Linked DNA regions of Mus musculus: region 2 is linked to region 1. A link is a contact called in public HiChIP or PLAC-seq data. All regions are on one chromosome and are shown on one strand. Each heading gives the region's core, a stretch centred on a gene start, on an enhancer-like site or on the middle of the called end of the contact. The rest is flanking DNA. Distances are from core to core; before and after follow the strand shown. Region 1 has its middle 12 kb from the start of Mex3d. Region 2 holds the start of Scamp4 (secretory carrier membrane protein 4).

Region 1 (3,605 bases), core at 360-2,859:
TCGGTCCCCTGGAGCTGGAGTCACAGAAGGTTGTGAACCCCCATGTGGGAGCTGGGAACCGAATGGATCCTCTGCGGGAGCAGCTGGGTGCTGTAGCCGCTTGCCCATCCCTCCCGTTCTCCCTGAGGTGTCCCCAGACCCTGAGCCCTGGGACCACAGGCCGACACTTCTCCTCCACTTCTGGTTAACATCCAGGTGTTGACATAGGCGAATCAGGGCAACACAAGGACAAACTGATAAAAACACTGGGATCCCAGAGCACAACACACACACACACACACACACACACACACACACACACACACACACACACACACACACACGAAAAACGTAGCATCGGCCCTCCCCTTCTCACCATCTTTCTGGTGCTCAGGAATGTCCTGGCAGATGCTCTCAGGAGCGTCAACGCTGAGAAACAGACAAAAGTCAGGTCTCAGGTCCTCATCAGTCGCCTCCAGAGTCTCTGTTCACTCCCTATCGGTGATAGGGAGTGAACAAAAGCATGGTTGCAGTGGTAGATTTGACATCCATCACTGCTGAGCACGGAGCTGGGGAAATTGTGAACCTCCCAGGCAGGTTGAACAAGTGTGGAGCAGTCAGCCCTAGATTTGCTGTGCAGCTCAAAGACCTTGAGACAGGGCAGAAGACCCCAGTGTGGATTCACTGTGCTGACACCCTCAGCTGGCATTATGGACCGTGAAGAAGCAAGACAGAAAGGAACACACGGGAGGGAATCCTGGGATTCTTCTAGAGATCTAAAACATAAATAAAAAGCCTCTGAGGAGGCTGGAGAGATGGCTCAGTGGTTAAGAACACTGACTGCTCTTCCAGAGGTCCTGAGTTCAATTCCCAGCAACCACATGGTGGCTCACAACCATCTGTAATGGGATCTGATGCCCTCTTCTGGTGGGTCTGAAGACAGCAACAGTGGTGGCACACGCCTTTAGTCCCCTGCTAACTATAATCATTTCACGATAAATGACACAGGCAGAGATCAAGCGTTGGATTCTATAAATATTTCTACTAGGGCCTGGAAGATGGCTCAGCAGGTGCAGGAGCTTGCTGCCAAGCCCAGCAACGTGAGTTCAATCCTCAGGACCCACATGGTGATAGGAGATAGTGGCTCCAACTTGTTCTCTGATGCCGGGCAGTGGTGGCGCACACCTTTAATCCCAGCACTTGGGAGGCAGAGGCAGGCAGATTTCTGAGTTCGAGGCCAGCCTGGTCTACAGAGTGAGTTCCAGGACAGCCAGGGCTGCACAGAGAAACCCTGTCTTGAAAAACCAAACCAAACCAAACCAAACCAAACAAAACTTGTTCTCTGACCTCCCCATGATCATACACACAACAAATATGGATTTACGTTTTAAATTTTATTTGCTTAAGAATTCTATGCTAAAAAGTTCACTCACCTCAAGGCCAGCCTGGTCTACAGATCTAGTTCCAGAACAGCCAGATTATACAGAGACCCTGGATCAAAAAAAAAAAAAGGCGCCCTGGACCTATCTTCTGTCGCCCCCGTGTGGCCAAAGCGGCACATAACACCTTGTTCACAAGCACAGCTTGCACTTCCAAAACTCGCCACGCTGGGCCCTGTTTCACCAAGCAGCCCACAGTGAGCTGAGCCTCTGCCTGCTACAGGGCCCTCTCTGATGTGTCCCAGGCCTTGTCTCTTTCCCCAGACTCTGACAGTAGTAACTGGAAAGTGGTTTTTTGTGGGTTTTTTCTTTTTCTTTTTCTTTTTTTTTTTTTTTTTTTTTTTTTGGTTTTTCAAGACAGGGTTTCTCTGTGTAGTCCCGGCTGTCCTGGAACTCACTCTGTAGACAAGGCTGGCCTCGAACTCAGAAATCCACCTGCCTCTGCCTCCGCTGGGGTTAAAGGCATGTGCCACCACGTCTGGCTGTTTTGTTTTTGTTATTTTTTTAAATTAACAGATAAATTTATTCTTCACTTATTTACTACACCTGACTGCAACTTCCCTTCCTCCTAGCCCCTACAACCTCCGCTCCTCCCAGGCGCTCCAGATCCACAGTTGCTCCACTTCCCTTCAGAAAAGAGCAAGCCTCCGAGGGATATCAACCAAACACCACATAGCAGGTTACAAGATGGGCACAAACATCTCATATCAAGAATAGGCGAGGTGACCCATTACAAGGAAAAGCTTCCCATGAGCAGTGACAACCCCACTCCCGCATCACCACACATTTGCAGAGGACCAAGTGCTGACCCATGCAGGCTTAGAGCTTCAGTGTCTGTAAGCCGCCCTGAGCACTGATTGACAGATCCTGCGGGACTTGGTTTATTATTATTATTATTATTATTTCAGTTAATTATTTTTTCTTCAGATGGCATCTCATTATGTAGCCCTGGCTGTCCGGGAATTCTCAATGTAGACTAGACTGGCTAGTCACAGACATCCCCCTGCCCCTGCCTCCAGAGTGCTGGGAATAAAAATGTCTACCACTAAGTCTCATTTCATAGTTTTCAGTAGAAACGCCTGTGGCTTTGTGTGCAGAACTCCTGGTTGGGAGTGCCATAGCTTCATGATGATCCACCGCTGCCACCCTAGCACTCGGGAAGCCGAGGCAGGGGGATTTCTGAGAATTCAGGATAGAGAAAAACTTGGTCTCAAAAAGCAAACAAAGAAAACTGATTCATCACAATGGCTCAGGGGCACCCGAGTTAGGTTCCCAGAACCCACGTGATGGGAGAGAACTGGGTCCTGCTCCCTACCCTCTGACCGACATGCATGTTAGCCCACATCAATGACAATGCTCACCAACAGGGCCAGGGCAGCAACTGCAGAGCTTACCCAGCACAAAACCATGAGTTCCATTCCCAGAACCTCCGAAGCCCTGTGTGGTGGCACACGCTTGTGATCCCTGCACTGGAGAGATGGAAGTCAGAGGGTTGGAGGTTCAAGGTCATCTACTACTTAGAGGTATCAGTGACTTCACTGTACAGAGGGGGAAACTGTGGCTTCTAATTCACCCTCTCTCCCCCTCAACCGCCAGACATTTGTAAAACTGCCATTAAAAAAAAAATCTTTAATCCCAGCACTTGGGAGGCAGAGGCAGGTGGATCTCTGAGTTTGAGGACAACCTGGTCTACAAAGTGAGTTCCAGGACAGCCAGGGCTACACAGAGAAACCCTGTCTCAAAAAAAAAAAAATCTCAGAGCTGCAGAGATGGCTCAGTGGTTAAGAGCACCCACTGGTCTTCCAGAGGTCCTGAGTTCAGTTCCCAGCAACCAAATGGTGACTCACAACCATCTGTAATGAGATCTGATTCCCTCTTCTGGTGTGTCTGAAGAAAGCTACAGTGTATTTATATACATAAAATAAACAAAATTTTTAAAAAAAGAAGAAGGCCGGCCTGGTCTATAGAGTGAGTTCCAGGACAGCTAGGGCCACACAGAGAAACCCTGTCTCAAAAAATCAAAAAAAAAGAAAAAAAAAAAAGAAAAAAAATCTCCCCTCATGCCACAAAGTCACCTTTAATCCCAGCAGTTGGGAGGCAGAGGCAGGCAAATTTCTGAGTTTTTACATGCCTGAGTGCTTTTCAGTATGTGTATGATCTGTGTGATACACTTCCTACAGAAGCCAG
Region 2 (3,605 bases), core at 673-3,172, 230 kb before region 1:
CACCACCTGCCATCCGGTTCCTGCTACCGAACCCTCTCGCCATCCTTAGTCCTCAGATCATTGGCTTGGCTGACAGCTAGCTCCTTCCCACACCTTGCCGTGACAACTAACCATAACCTACAGGCGATTAGGGTCAAGCAATCCTGGGAGCAGCGCAGCAGGAGGGGATGGGGTATAGCTCAATGGTGGGAATCTGCCTGCCCTGCTCAAACCCTGAGGTAAATACAGAGCACCAAACAAACGAGAAGGAAATAGGGGAGAAAAGAAAAAAGTGCCCACGAGGCGACCTGCAGGGCTACCTGACCATCATCATACCCACATCCTGGCACCCCCACCAATGTCTACCTGGCCACAGGAACCTATGCGATGGACTCAGGTACATCTGTTGGCTTTCAGGGCTCACCCAGCTGCCCAGGTCAACACTGAATGTCTCTATGGGCTAACTAGAGAGTCACGGGTGCCACTAGGAGTCCTGAGACTAAGAAGGGAGAACAGCACCAAGGGTGTCTGAGATCCTGGTGTCACCATGGCTGCCCCTGCAAAGGCCCCATGGCAGGCAGAGCCCATGAAGGGCGTGGTGACATCTGGCTTCCCCAGGGCATACACCACGCCTACAACGCACAGCGCCTGACTGGGCTACAAAGCGCCACTGTCTCCAGGGCAGAAGACACAGCTTTGTTTGTCCCCTCAAGACTAGACAACAAGGGACACAGAAAGATGGATGCCTTGGGGACAGATGACAGCCTGGGCTTATGGGCCTCTGGAGAGGAGTTTAATAGCTATAGGATGGTAGCCAATGCTTGGCCAAAGGGGCCCTTCATGTTCATTGCAATTGTGGCCTGTTATTCCCTTGTTTTAGGTGACAGGTGCCCACTGTACACCAGCATGGGAACAGGTTTGAAAGGGGCTCCTTGTACCACAGACAAGGACCTGCGGTCCAGCAGACACTTCCCACCTCTGAGGAACCACACGCCCTCTGCATTCAACAACTGCAGGCAAACAATGGGCCTTGGGTCCTGGGTATAGGGTCCAAAAGAATGGGACCGTGGCTGGACAGACTACAAGGATCAGGTCTGGAAGCTCAGGCCTGAAATACAAGTCACTCAATAAGCCACTAGATGGGAGTTCGGGGCCAGCTTCAGCGGTACAGGAAACTTCCAAAATAAAAAAAATGAAGTGGGCTCGGGGTAGAGCTCAGCAGTGCTGAGCCTACCTATGTCCACCAGTGAGGGACTGAAGCTTAGGTTAGGGCCCCTTGTGAGGGGATGGGGTGTGGCGCAGGGGTAGAGTCCCTGCCTGGAATCATCCATTTAAGGGCTGGGTACAAAGATTAGCGAAAGCTCCTGGAATCCACTTCTGAAGGGAGGGGAAGGGGATCAGTAGTCCAGTGCCAGTCTAATATAACCAAAGTCCAGGATTCGATCCCTGGTACCACCAAGATACCCCAAGAAACCCCATAGGGTACAAGAGCTTAAAGGGAAACTGCACACCTGCTGTAAGGATGGTGGATAAGATAACCCTGAGGCAGGGGACTGTGATGACCCGGAACATACAACCGGAAGCAGCTGGAAATCACAGGGTTTCCGGAATCAGAAGTAGGGTACACGCGTGCGCCGCAAACCAACGGCATAGGGCGCGGTGGGCGAAAAGCCCTGTGCACACGCGTACTAGCGTTGACTACTCGCGCACGCGTACTCCCACCGCCTCCCGGGACGCGCACAACCCTCTCAGGCTACGCGGTCTGTCCCGATAAGGCCTTCTTTCCCTGTCCACCGCCCTTGCCTTGTCACCATCTCCGGTGCCCCATGGCGGATTCGGAACGGCGAAAGCCGAACCCCTACGGCGGCTGCTCACCTGAGGGACACCCGAGCGAACGCCACGCTTATCCAAGTCCTAGCAACCGGGCCGCCACGCCTGCCACCGCGGGGCACCACGGGAGCGTAGTTCCATGGGCGGGGCCTGCGCGATGCGACTACATTTCCCTTAAGGCCGTGCGCGTGGCTGCTTCACAAGGCCTTGCTGAGTCTAGGGGGTTTTCTTATGTGTGCTGCAGCGAGTAGAATACTGTGGTTTGAGATCCTGGGATGGCACTGAACTCGGCCCCTTTGTGACACTTTGAGACATCAGCAGAGAGAAGACTTGAGGCAGAAGGAGACTCTATGGCCATTAGTCACTCAAAGAGCATCTGCCATCATACTTCTGTAAAGTCCCATGTTGCTGGTGAACAATCACTTTTACTGCTTGGAAAGTGACTGTAGTCTGAAGTTTTAGGTCCACTCAGGCCCTCATTCTCCTCATCTGTACATGGGTGAAACAGATATGTGAACTTCTGAATAAGTCTGGGGCTGGGGCTGTTCATGGAGTGTTTTCCTAGCACCCAGGAGAACCTGGATTCCATACATAGCATTCCTCATGGCACAAGCTGGTCATGCCTGCACTCTGGGGGTGGATACAAGAGAACAAAAGTTCAAGATGGTTGGGGCGAGGGCCTTTAACCCCAGCACTTGGGAGGCAGAGGCAGGCAAATCACTGGGAGTTCCAGGACAGATCCTGTCTTTAAAAAACAAAAACAAAAGATGAAGAAAATAAATGAACAAGTAATAGAGGCAGGAGAGATGACCTAACATTAATACCTTTTAGTTAATTATTGTTTTAGATAAAGAGTTTCACAGTGTAGCTTTATCTGCCCAACATGTCATTCCCAGGCCAGAGTCCCTGAGTCTCTCCCAGGGTCCTTCTTCCTCTGTGGCTTAGGACATAAACAGCAGATTGCCTGGCTGAGCCCTGACCAGCAGGAAGGTAGAAAGTGGCACCAGAGAGCCTGGGGTTGGCTCCAGGATCAACCTGTTTGCAATCTTCTAGGCCTGTCTGCCAAACACAATCTTTCTGGAATAAGGAATGCCTTGTGACCAGCTTATCAGAGCAGAGTAGGTCCCATGAGTTTGGTGTATGGCTGCTTGCAAGACAGATAAGTGGGAGATTAGTGTGGATATGACCAGCATTACAAAGCTAGAACCCAAGCCGGGTGGTGGTGGTCCACGCCTTTAATCCCAGCACTTGGAAGGCAGAGGCAGGCAGATTTCTGAGTTCGAGGCCAGCCTGGTCTATAGAGTGAGTTCCAGGACAGCCAGGGCTATACAGAGAAACCCTGTCTCGAAAAACAAACAAAAAAACGAAGCTAGAACCCTTAGGTACAGTGTCTGGCTTCTAGGAAGCCATGTGAACCAAGGGTCTTGGGAAGAAAACCAAGTTTTGGGTCATCACACCAAAACAGGGCCACCAGGAAACCCATGTTGTTTCTTTAATATTTTTTGACTAAGCCCAGGTCCATAGAAATGCTAGGCCAGGAGCTGTAGAGATGGCTCTGTGGCTGAGAGCACTGGCTGATCTTCCAGAGGATGAAGGTTCAGATCCTAGCACCCACATGGTGGCTCACAGCCATCCCTAACTGCAATTCCAGGAAGTCTGATGCCTTTTAAAACCTCTGTGTGCACAAGGCACATACATACACAAAGGCAAGGCACTGATATAAATATTTTTAAAAATGCTCTGCCAGGGTTAGAAAGGCAGTTTGCCAATGGGGAACCCTGATTGCTATCCCAGAA

Evidence for each region. HiChIP or PLAC-seq counts read pairs in DNA pulled down with a chosen protein or histone mark.
Region 2: an H3K4me3 HiChIP or PLAC-seq map of bone marrow-derived macrophages shows a contact between it and region 1, with 2.1 times the contacts expected there. The contact joins the promoter of Scamp4 here to the enhancer-like site in region 1. A contact is called at or near these places in 7 of 39 promoter capture datasets (HPC-7-derived erythroid cells, cranial neural crest, embryonic stem cells and 4 more), 1 of 484 Hi-C or Micro-C datasets (embryonic stem cells), 4 of 115 datasets of contacts at active chromatin or transcription factors (bone marrow-derived macrophages, embryonic stem cells and pancreatic cancer cells) and 1 of 9 other capture datasets (pancreatic islet).

What each region holds. Positions count from the first base shown.
Region 1 is chr10:80,374,310-80,377,914 of GRCm38.p6, reverse strand. No RefSeq gene overlaps it. Among named protein-coding and RNA genes, the nearest start is that of Mex3d, 12 kb to the left of the region's middle. Within about 2 kb of position 1,609, at least 63 of the 459 cell types and tissues checked have an H3K27ac peak or open chromatin away from gene starts, as enhancers often do. A contact at or near this core is called in bone marrow-derived macrophages, where this site is marked.
Region 2 is chr10:80,601,199-80,604,803 of GRCm38.p6, reverse strand. Scamp4 (secretory carrier membrane protein 4) reads right to left here and starts at 1,922. Exons shown (of 7, transcript NM_019575.4): 1 at 1,855-1,922. Adat3 (adenosine deaminase, tRNA-specific 3) reads right to left here and starts at 1,924. Exons shown (of 2, transcript NM_001100606.1): 1 at 1,855-1,924.